2 separate regions of the Arachis hypogaea genome follow, and region 1 is linked to region 2. A link is a contact called in public Hi-C data. All regions are on one chromosome and are shown on one strand. The core of a region is the stretch at or near the end of the contact, and the rest is flanking DNA. Distances in the headings are between cores, read along the strand shown.

Evidence for each region. Hi-C and Micro-C count contacts between places; a contact is called where the count stands out from the background.
Region 1: a contact with region 2 is called in a Hi-C map of leaf, with 5 times the contacts expected there. The contact joins the promoter of LOC112777669 here to the enhancer-like site in region 2. A contact is called at or near these places in 4 of 8 Hi-C or Micro-C datasets (leaf and an unstated tissue).

Annotation. Positions count from the first base shown.
Region 1 is chr19:38,205,335-38,211,648 of arahy.Tifrunner.gnm2.J5K5, forward strand. LOC112777669 reads right to left here and starts at 2,494. Exons shown (of 5, transcript XM_025822066.3): 1 at 1,989-2,494; 2 at 490-788. The coding sequence starts at 731.
Region 2 is chr19:38,046,972-38,053,224 of arahy.Tifrunner.gnm2.J5K5, forward strand. No RefSeq gene overlaps it. Among protein-coding and RNA genes, the nearest start is that of LOC140181954, 3.7 kb to the right of the region's middle. Within about 2 kb of position 3,965, at least 1 of the 3 cell types and tissues checked has open chromatin away from gene starts, as enhancers often do.

The sequences.
Region 1 (6,314 bases), core at 1,244-3,743, 160 kb after region 2:
TGAACTCTCGAGTTTATGAAGTCTCTAAATTGAGTTTGGGAGTTATATTTCACAATTCAATTTTATCTAAGATTCATGACTTCAAATGAACTCTAGAGTTTGATATCCTTGTTCGAGATTATTTGTTATGAACCTTAAATTCATCAAACTGAAGCAAAATAAACCACAATTACTGACCAAAATTCAGTCAACAAAACACAATCTTACCAACAACAACAAAACTACATTGATCAAATGACGCCAACAGTACTATGTCATACATCATATCTACATTTATTCCATGTATAATTAAATCTATTTAAATAAATTCTTATAAGGATTATCCTTCATCTGACCCATTCTTCTAGCTTAAACCTTTACATGCCTCCTCCGTGTCTATACCAGCTAAGGCAAATGACTATATCATCTTTTTCAATAATGAGTTTCTTTCTCTAATGAAATATAAATCAATGTATATAAAAATAAATGGAATAATGCAAAACACCCAACTTGTACTCCTCAAGGAAGCGATCGTCATCGAGATCATTTTCAAGGTCTTCAAGTTCATCCTCATTTTTGGAATCAAGCCAAGCCTTGTCTTTGGAGAGGGAATCAGGATCGGGGGCAGGGGCAAACGGCGGAGGCTTGAAAGCGGGCAGTTTCTTAGGGAGATTGCCAAGCTTCCTCTGAATGTCATCCCATTGGGTTGATGCTCCTTCCACATCTTTGTACACAAAGTGGTAATCCGTCATTGTTCTGTGATGATGATGATGTTAATGTTGTTGTTGTTGTTGTTTACTCCTATGAATCTGCATCCAAAGTAACCAAAGAAGCAAAATTAATTGGTTAATATCTAAAAACCAAGGTTCTGAGAACTGGACCAGTCATCGAACCGCTCTAGTCACTGGTTCACTGGTCCAACCGGTCCAACCATGGTTCAACTGGAAAAACCATTTTAAAATAAAATAAAAAATAAATTATAAATAAAAATCCTAAAATATAATTATAGTCTAATATAAATCTTAAAATATCTTCAAAATTTAAAACATTACATGAAATGTCATCAACCAAAACCATATGATCTTATCAAAATACGAATTCAAAAGTTAAATAGTAAAAAGAAATACCTAAGACAATAGCTATAACAAGAATTAAGAGCTCTTTACACTGCTCATCCAATTTAATGACTGCACCACCTTCAATTAGTTTTTCTATACATTTACAAATCATTACTAAGAAAAAAAAAAGTGCTACTTACACACTACTAAGAAAGTTGCAACCCAAATTTCAAATCACCCAAAGAAAAGGAAAGAACAACAAACAGGAATTCAGCAGGTAATGAAGAAATATAGAATCTGGCTTTCAACAATTTCCTAGTGTCTTCAGAGCAAGAAGGTCACGCAAAGTTGGATGAAGGTTCCATCTAACATATTTGAAAGCATAATTTCTAAAACAAACAAAATAATCAGGTGCTTGCCATTCCTTACATAAAGGAGCACAAATCCATATTACTAGTAAATCTCCAGAGGCGGGCTTATCAATAGGCAGAGCAAAGATTGACCTGCGGTTTCTCTTCTATATCACTAGCTAAATGGAAGTTCATGGTGAGATCCAATTCCATGGGTTTGCTACGAGGAATTTAGCACAACAAGGGATGAATGATTAGCAAACAAACAGCAAATGAGAATTAGTGACAAAAACGACCTGCCTAATACCTATTCTGTTAAAAAAATTGATGACATCAAAATGTAAGAGAGTTGAAAGATCACATCCAAAACAAATTCTATATAGCAAAAAAGATAAAATTAGGAATGCTTCCAATATTTTCCAAGTACCAAAATATCAATAACACAAAGGAGAAGAAATCAAAATCATCAACTAAAAATGAAATTATAGTACTTCAATATCGTCATGGTATACACCTCAAAGAAAGACATAATAGAATTACAGAATCATATATCATATATATAAATATAAAAAGCAAAAAGAAACTCATGAAACTCCTTTACCAAGAGGCCGTAGCTCCTCAAAATCATTCAGATATCGAGAACTATGGGGAATCGTATTTGAACCACCAAGATCAGAAGGTTTCCAAAACTGAGATATACTGGTTGAACTGGTTGACGGACGGCGACAGACGATAGCGACAAGACAGCGGAAGTTCAAGGTCCTCCTCTTCGGCGCAGCGACGGCAGAGTTCCTCAACTAGTGCTCTGCAGTTAGCAGAACGGATTGGGGGTGGAAAGTGAGCCTTCTGCCAGATCGAACGAGAAGCAAGGGGGAAGAACTTCAATTCGCGAAGAAAAAGGGATGATGATGGACGGACGGACGGCGACTTTGAATGCGACGGACGGCGGCGATTTGCAACTGCTTGCGGCGGTGATGATGATGGCTAGGGTTTTTTTGGCGATTTGCAACTGCTTGCAATGTGTTTCTTTTTTTTTTTTTTGGACGGGCTTGCAATGTGTTTCTTTTTTTTTTTGGACGGGGGAATGAATGAAAGAAAGGGAGAAACGGGCTGGGGGAGAAAAGATCTTGGGCCCAAAATCGAAAACAGAGACAAATTAGGGACAAATTAGTGCTGTTTGTGCGTCATTATTTTGATAAAAAAAAAATTTTTTTTCAATAAAAAAATATCTTTTTTATTTTTTTGTATGTTTGGCAAATTTCTAATAGTAAAAATAAAATCACTAGAAAAATGAAAAATATCTTTTTGAGAAGGTATAATTTACATCTTTTTCTAAAAGTTTTTTTTCCTTTAAAAAGATGTTTTTCATGTAATAAATAAACAAAAAAGTACTTTTATATCGTTATACCCAAACATAATTGATAGATAAAAAGATTTTTTTGCATGAGATACTCAAACATGAAATTACTTTTACTTTTTCATAAGATCTTTTAAAAAAAAGATAACTCAAAAAGAGATCTTTTCTTAGAAACTCACCTAAACAAGCCCTTACTTTCAACCATTAAAAGAAAAATAAGTTAATTAAAAAAAACCTCTAATTTGAGCCAGATTCTTAAATTTTTCCCTTGAGCATATCCATTAATATAGTAGTCACTGAAAAACCGAATATGTTAATAGAAAGGGCATATTTACATCCATCTAAAAAAAATAGAAGTTAGTAGTCAAAATCGTCCTTAAAAGATACCTCGATTTTCATTTTCGTCATCGAAAAATAAAATTAATCAAATTCGTCCCCGAAAAATAACCAACCCGGTCGCGTTAGTCCTTCCGCCATCTCTTGCGCTGAAGTGGCTAACGCTCACTGACATGGCCTGTTAACTGTCAGCGTGGCACTTGCTTAGTGTACCCTCTTGTTGCTGATAAGATAAATTTATTAGACCAATTCAAATTAGTCCCTAAATCCATAAACCATAATCCCAAATTCATTGATTGGTTGCCTTGGTACTCTCGTCCCTCTTCCTCTCACTTCCATCTCCCCTCTTCCTCTCACTTCCATCGCTGCTCTTGGAATAATTAATTCAAACTATAGCTATATTGAATCCTCTTTTCAGGCCATTGAAGCAACTTAAAAAGCTTCCTCAAAACTCTATCGCAACATGGGCTTTAGTGAATCTCTCATCATCTGGTGTTTGTTATGAAAGTTAAAGACAATGTTACCAGAAAATCATTGAGAGGGAAGCTCTAGGACAAAACAGAAGGAAAATTAATCTTCTAATAAGGTGACTTTCACCCAAAACTCCTAAAAGGAACTTGCTTTTCATCTGTGCAAGGGGTGAAGAGACGCTATAGCAGTATCGGTTTTGGAAGCTCTAGTCTCGAGCATTTTTCAGCTGAAAACAAATAGGAGTAGCATCATGGAATTCATGAATTCGAAGATAAACTGCATTAGGGGAATAGCTGGAGCAACGGAGACATGAAGGAATATCGAATCGGAAATGATGCAACGAGATGAAGTAGTAACATCGAGGAGAAAAAATGGGAGAAGACGACCCAATGTTGACGAAGACAACCCAATGTTTTGAAGATTAGCTTTCACAATAGCAGTAGGTCTAGCAAAATGGGAGAAGTTCATTATAATGGAACTATTGCTGCACATAACCTGATCTTGCTTATCCAACTTTAACCCAGAAAAACCACTTGAAGCAGATAGAAAAATCTGAGCCAGTTTTCCCACAAGGTACTTGATGAGCAAGGTTACTACCATTATTCTCAGTTATTTCTGACACTTTGGACCTAACAGATGCAAATGATCCTTGACATTGATATGATGATGGTTAGTAAAATTGACTTGTGCTAGGTTTGGGTCCAGGGATCTTAATCTCTCCTCTAGCCATAACCGAAAAGTCCTTGTTAAGGACCCTTATTCTGAACCAAAAGCATGACGCGCATAGTTCTTGTGAGAGTCCCTAAGTAATTGATTGGAATTGCTTCTTTTGTCCAACAAAGAGAGGTTACTTAAAGGAGGGATTTCATGCATGGTGACTCCAGAAAGTTCATGTATGAAATCAGAACCATAGTCATGTGGCAAAGATTCATCCATTCCATAATTCAACCAATGTATCACGTCTTCATCTTCAGCAGATGGATCTAGCATTCTAATCAGAACCAATAGCATCATGGAATCTATGAATTCTAATCGGAAGGACTAGTGCGACTAGGTTGGTTATCTTTCGGGGACGAAAATGGAGATCGGTGTATCTTTCAGGGACGATTTTGACAATTAATTCAAAAATGAAGAAAATTATTGCGCCTAATCATGTTAATAGTCTTCTTTTGATGCATGATTAATGAGATATTAGCCTATAAACCAAATAAGTGAGAAATTAAAGGTAAAATGCCCTTTACTTCCTAACATTTGAATTATGCGCACTTGATTTCCTAATGTTTGAAAATGTGTTAATCAAATGTTAAGAGTCTATTTGTTTTGTGTTCATTTTTAAAATTTTAGTTTTGATATTTTTATTTTTATGATTTTATATAAAAATATAAAAATAATGAAATTAATTTTAATATCTTTTTTTAGAAATAAAAACACAAAAATGTTAATGGTTTCCATTTATGAAACTTTTTTGGGTTTGTGACATTTTTTTGACTTGTAACAAAACACTGTCTCCTTGTCCCTTTTCTGATCTCAACATCTCTTCCCTCCTCTCAACCCAGACCCACACAAACCAAACTATAAAAACATAACTTTTCCATTTCATAATACAAGAGTTGCTCTCTATTCATCATTGGCATCATCATCTTCTTTTTTCACTTCCTTCCTTGTCTTGAACCTCAAATCCGACCCCTTTTTTCCATCACTTCAATTTTCAAAGCTTGAAGAAGGTTTCTGTTTTGATTTTGGGCTCTTGTGTGGATCAACTCACTCTCTACCAATTGCTTCAACTGTTGGTCCCTTCCTCTAATACCAAAAATTTTTTTTATAATACCCTTTTGTTCAATTAGAAAATCTCTTATGGATTGTTTGATTGAATATGTGAGGTGCTCAAATAGTGTTTGGTGTTTATCTGATTATTGTTTGGTGTTAAAAGATTATACTTTTAGTTGAAAACTCAGCTGAAGTTATAACCGTTTAATTTACTTTAACTGGGTAGAAATATTATGATTTAGACAATTTCCTTCATTATGATGATGCTTTTGTAGTTATGTCAATGCGATTTTCTGATTGCTTCAAATACTTCAAAAATGAGTTAGATTGAGCCCAAAATAGGCCAGAAATCGTGAGTCACGTGCCATTTTAAGTGAGTCACGCGTTGCGAGTCGTGCATACATACGACCCATGCGTACGCACAAATTGGAAGAGATGCTTACGCACGACCCATGAGTACACACAACTAGGAGTTCTTCTAATCTTCGTTTCTTCATATTCCTCCACTTTTGCATGCTTTTCCTTCATCTTTTCAAGCTATTCTTGCCTTTCGAACCTTAAATCACTCAAACAAACATAACAAGGCATCGAATGGAATAAAAGTGAATTAAATTTGGCAATTTAAAGCATAAAAAATATGTTTTTAATAATTAAGCACAATTAAGAAGAAATTTACAAAAGCATGAAATTTAAATGAATAAGTACAAGATAAATTGATAAAATTCACTATTTTCAATCCAAATATCATCGTAAAATATGGACTTATCAAGATGCCATAGACAGCAAGAAGTAGCTCTCTCTCTCTCTCTCTCTCTCTCTCTCTCTCTCTCTCTCTCCTACACACACACACATAGAAATAAACTATCAAACTCTGTAAATATCAATCAAATCTTTTACATTAATGCTAATTTAGATTAACGTTATAATCTGTTCACCATATCAGCAAAAAGGAAAGGCTAATGCACAATTGCCATATCTCAAAATGTCCCCAAACTT
Region 2 (6,253 bases), core at 2,715-5,214:
TGCTTTGTCTAGAATAAGTTGATCATAAACTCTGCTATTGTATACTAAAAAGTAAAAGACAACCAACTTTCTGACTTGGCAATTTGTGAGAAGACTTCAAAAAGGCATTTTCTACAATCCCCTGATTTTGAACAGCTGAGCAAGAGATTTGTATCAGATTGACTGTGTGCTTAGACCAATGAGTATCTCAACATCTAAAATCATGATCAATAGATACCTTATACAGATTAGTGAATGACACAGATGCATATGTCAGTGGATATGTAAATCATTAGTTGTCATATATAGGAACATGTAATTAGGACTTCTATCTCATTTGGATTGTGCACAGGACGAACTTTATGTATATAAAAAATTAATTTTATATAAGTTTGAAGTTATTTGTACGTGTAGTGTCCTGGATATGTAACTTAATTACTTTTTGCTAGATTCATTAGTATATACACCAGCTGTTTAACTAAGATTGGATTTCCTTGATCACGTTAACCATAAAGTCAATTGTTGTATACTAATAAAATTAGACACTGATGTCTTGCATTAATTATGCATATTTATACAACCAACTTTTGGTTTAGTTAGGCTATTAGGTGACACAGTATCAGTGGTTTCGATAATCTATATAACAAGACATGATAGCAATGTTAACCATTGAATGAGGAAATCTGAGAAAATCAAAACAACCTAAACGAATATCATAGACCTTCTGATATGGATTGAAAGCAAAATCGAATCCTATTCATCTAACTTAATTACTTTTTGGTTGATTCATTAGTATATACACCAGCCGTTTAGCTAAGATGGGATCTCCTTGATCACGTTAACTATAAAGTCGATTGTTGCATATTAATAAAATTAAATACTAATGTCTTGCGTTAATTGTGCATATTTATGCAACCAACTTTTTGTTTAGTCAGTCTATCAAGTGATATAGTATCAGTGTTTTCGGCAATCTATATAATAAGATATTGATAGAAGTGTTAACCATTGAATTAGGAAATATGAGTAAGAGATCTGTTTCAGATCGGCAATGTGCATAGCATCGAATGCCTAAACATATGGCATCGTCATAAGAGTGTTCCTTATACTAAATAGTGAATGATATGGATGCATAGGCCACTGGATAGAGAGATCATGTGTTTAAAGATGTTAACATAGTTGTTTTGACCAAATCTTCACATATGAATTTAACGATCATCTGATTCACATGTTCAGTTTAGTCTTTTTACAGTTTCTGTGTAAATCAATGTGTTTGTTTAACTGCAGAAAAAAATAGTTAATTGAAAGAAAGAAGCCAGTAACAACAAATGTCCCAAACAATGTATAAAGCAAGGCCAAACCTAATATGAATAATAGATATCGAGGTATACCATATTCATTTTAAGCATTGAAAAATGTAGAAAAGATTCTTTATATAGTCAAAAGATATTACAAGAAAAAAACTAATAAGTAACCAAGTGTGTTCATGTCACCTTAGTGTGTATGTATCGTAACAAGATATCTGTTAACTGGACCAATACTTAAATTAATGTTACGAATGACCAGCACAAATGGTAATTGGTGGTTCAGATTTCATCACAGAATTACTTATGTGAGAGTTAGTGTGTAACTAAAATCAAATAATTATGTGATGTGTCAGTCAAATAAAATCCTGTTTCTTTCACAGATACATGAACTATATACAAGAATTTCTAGCATGGGACAATGCATCAAAAAATTAATATATAATTGTTACTTTCAAATGATTTGTCATTCACAACAATACACTGCTTTATAATGGTTTTGATGGTGGTGGATATCACTAAAAAAAATAGACCAATAGAATCAAAATACTAAAATTTGATTATTTTCATATCAAACAAATCTACATCACAATATTATTAATGGATAAACGGTATAAATTTAATATAAAATGGCAAAAAAACATGATAAATGTATAAGTTAATCTAGATTTCCTATTATGTTCAGTTTAGTATAGGGACGTTAAAAAGTTTATAATACCATAATTATATATTATATGGAACTCCAAATTTTAGTAAAGCCTACCTAAACTATATTTCTTATGTTTTAAGACAAGAAGTGGCACTTTTAGCTATATTTTAGCTATAGTGGGACTTTCAAATAATTTTTGTATTACGAAGATAGCAATAAATGAGAATATCTCATCTTGACTTGTGTTTAAAAATAGTCCAACTGTATCATAGGTTAAGAAAGTACAATTTTCCATAAAAGTAGAATTTGAAATATTTCTCTTACACTAAACCATTTGTGAATTCTACAAATCATATCCTTTCTATGTAGCATAGTATTAATATACAACAAAGAAAAATCTATTAAATAACAAAAAAGGTTCAATGCTATAATATATGCAGAAAAAATACCTTAAAATGACAATTTATGCTAGGCTGGGTCTCAATAAAATGCATACTGATGATATTGATAAAAATTCAGTGAGGTTCATGGATAAAATTTCATATATCTATGTAATGATCGCTAGATAAAGTCCAGACATGATGGATTTATATAGCTAAGTGTCATTGGAAAGCATGAACTATACACTAATCAGCAAGGTTCTAAAAACTGAACTGGTCATCAAACCGCTTCAGTCATTGGTTCACTGATTTAATGGTTCAACCGGTTCAACTGTAGTCCAACCAAAAAAATTGTTTTATATTAAAATAATAAATAAATTATAAATAAACACTTTAAAACATAATTATAGTCTAATATAAATTTTAAAATATCTTTTAAATTTAAAACACTACATGAAGTGTTATCAACTACAATCTTAAAATCTTTAGATAAAGTACAGACTTAAATATTTTAATGAACAGAAGCTTTTGCTTTCAAAGTTTGCTATAAGAGAAACCAAAATTCTTTCTTCATCCTATAAATGTTTGCTTTGATGACATTAATCAATAAAGCAATTACATCAAAAAATATCAAACCAATTCTAACTGGTTTAAATTTGTCCAAGCAACAAAGAAAAAGAATGAAGGTTTCGTCACAAAAAAAAGAATGAAGGTTTCGTCATAAAAAAAAGAATGAAAGTTCCTCGAAATAGCAGCTGTACAATCCACATCATTTAACACAAACTAGAAGTTCTGAAATCTCATTTTTCCATAGCTGCAGGCTCAAACATATCGCCACCTAAATCTAACCTGCCACCTAACATATCACAAATTTCTAATCAAGAGGAGACTCAAACCTCCAGGCTTATATTAAAATTGTATTAACTTGAGGAGACTCAAAACAAATCAGGAAAAGCAAAAGAATTTCACAATAACCCAGAGCTAAACTTAATATTTTAATACTCCTTTATCTTGTTACTCAATAAATCATCAAAACAACCACAATCCAAGCAGATGTAAATCACAAAACTTGACTCTACATTTGTCTACTTTGCCATTGAACAGAGCTGGAAATATAAAACAAAGTTACAGGTAAATTCTAGTTTCTAACCCTGCCAACCTAAATTTCAGCACCTCTAAATTCTATTAAAAGCTCAGTTACTAATATGCAAGGTCAATTATTAGAATGTGATCCTCAAAATCTTAGTAAAGCAACACATAATTTCGATTCAGCAACATTAAACTAAGATAATCCATATTGATCAGCATCGTGCCATAATTCATTTTTACTAACTGAGGTATTATTATCAGCAATACAGTGACACATAAAATAGCAGCATAGAAGAACCAAAGCTAATTAATAATCACAACACATTCAATAATCAATAATCAGTAAATTAAAATAATAAAATCACAACACACAAAAAATAGTAGCCTAGTAGAACCAAACAGAGAAATAAATATAACACATCAGAAATTACCAAAACATACATAAATTAAAAGAAAAAAGCTACAAACCCTAAGATGGAGGACGCGGCGTGACTGAGGGTCGCAGACGACAAGGACTGCAACGAGTAGGATAGATGAGAAGTAGACAACGACACACCTGAGAAGCGGATGACAGCTTGACCGAGAGGAGGAGGAAACGGTAGCGCTTGCGATGATTCTTCCTATATGTGAGCGCGATGGTGACGCAAGAGAGCACCTTCGAAGCTAGAAGCCTTGAACAGAGCATGCAAAAGGGAGACACCGAGACAAGGAGCACCTCCGAATGGGACAGTGGCTGCGGTGGAACAAAGCTAGCGCCGGCGGGTCCGTGGCTGTGCGACAGAGGCTTCCACGTTCGCACAGTGGCTGTGCGATGGAGGGAAAGGAAAGTTGCGATGGCTGCTACACGATGGAGGGGAAGTGAGGGAGCAGGCGGTGGCTGAACGGAAGTGGGGGAGGACCAGGGGCTCGATGAGAGGAGCTCTTGACTGAGTGTGAGAAAGGCAGAGAGCGTGTTCTGGAGTCTGGAGTTTGGTTAGGGCTGGATTAGAGTAGCGGAGTTAGGGTTCAGCACCAACTAAATGACAGCGTTTGCTTCATAATTCAAAAAATTGGCCGGATCACGGTTCGACAGTTTAATGACAGTTTTTAAAAGTGGTGGTTTTGACGTCTGACCGATTCATTTTTTTGCAACAGTTCGCAGTTCAACCGGTTCGACTGGCCGGTCTGAACCAGTTTTTAGAACTTTGCTAATTAGTGAAAACTTGTACTGGGAAGGGAGCAAAGGGTAGAGCAGTTATGCATAAAGCAATTGTGTGGAAAGAAATTTTCATGAGTGACCACTGGTCAATACCAATTTTTTATGGATAAAAAACAGCGTCAATGCACATACTCTTACGTTTTAATAGGTTATATCTAACCTAATCATGTTACCTTATATCTTCACAAAAAAGAAAGAAAATTATATTGAGTATTGTTATACAATAAATTTTTTCAAAAATAAGCAACCCAGACACAATTTATATGATATTTCAACTAGTAAGTTATTGGTTTGCATTACAGAAGCCCTTTATTGGTGAAGTGACTTATTCACATATATTTGTAAATACAATTCAGATTTTTATTATTCTGTTGAATTATAGAACATGGATTATTACATCAGAAAACTCATTAGTTCATCCTTCATTAAATTGATTTATTGGGATTCTAACATATTTTTTTAAATCTGACATCAATATAAATAACACATATTAACTTATAGCTTACAATCGCCAAAACCCATCACAAGTAACGTTAGCATATAGCTAAATACATCAAATTTAAATTATTGCTCTTACAATGAATAAGAAAAATACCTATTAATTAAATTTTCATCATCTACTATAATTATATCCTACTCAGGTTTTAATACAAATAGAATGTTGTTCGCAGCTCTTTTGATGTGCAATAAAAAATGATTAGTTTACCTGACCCATGCCAATGTCATAATAAACGATGAAACAATGCCACAAATGAATACTATCTAAGCTAATTATATAAATAGGGTAGGACAAATAATTGGGTGGTATTCCAATTGAAGCCCATTCCTCTAACTCACTAAATTCCATTACCCAAACCTTTAATCTCTATATAGTCATAATGAGTGATATCCCACCAAAGAGATGCCATCTCCTATTCTTGAGTGATGATCTTATCTTGAAGATCTTTGTGAAAGCAGACCCAAAAACAGTAGGGAAGTGCAGAACTCTGAGTAGAGATTGGAATTCAAGACTATGCACCGACTTATTCGTCAAGCAAAACTATAAGAAAACCAAAGAAAGAGACCAAAGTTTCATTTTTGGGATTGGGTCCCCCCCCCCTAAATGATCAAAACTCAACATGGTTCGTAGGAGCCTCTGTTGATACGAGCCAGTAGGTTCATTTCAATGTGCCCATAGAAATCAACCAATATGGATGATGGGTGCATATTCAAAATATATAAATATATTTTAGTGTTGGATCCAATTAGTCAAAATAAAATGGATATGACATACAAATAACTCGAATTATTGACGCAAGTGAAACGAAGACCCATGATCCTTCTTTTGTAGGGCTGTTTGTTTCATCACTACTTTTTGATAGCAGATTTATTTGGATGATGTAATGGATAAATACAAATAATCAATGTAGGTGGACCGTTGGCATTGGGCACAGCTAGCCTTGTTAGTGTTTTTTGTGTTTTTTTGTAATTAGCGTGTGATAATCATTTGTCTAACTTACATGACGTATTCCACATGTCACAACTCCGTAAGTACACGTCGGATGCGACTCATGTATTAGAGCCTGAGTCGGTTGAGCTAAAGGAGAACTTGACGTTTCAAGTAACACCGGTTGTAGATTGACGACACTAGTGTGAAGAAACTGTGAGGAAAGAAAGT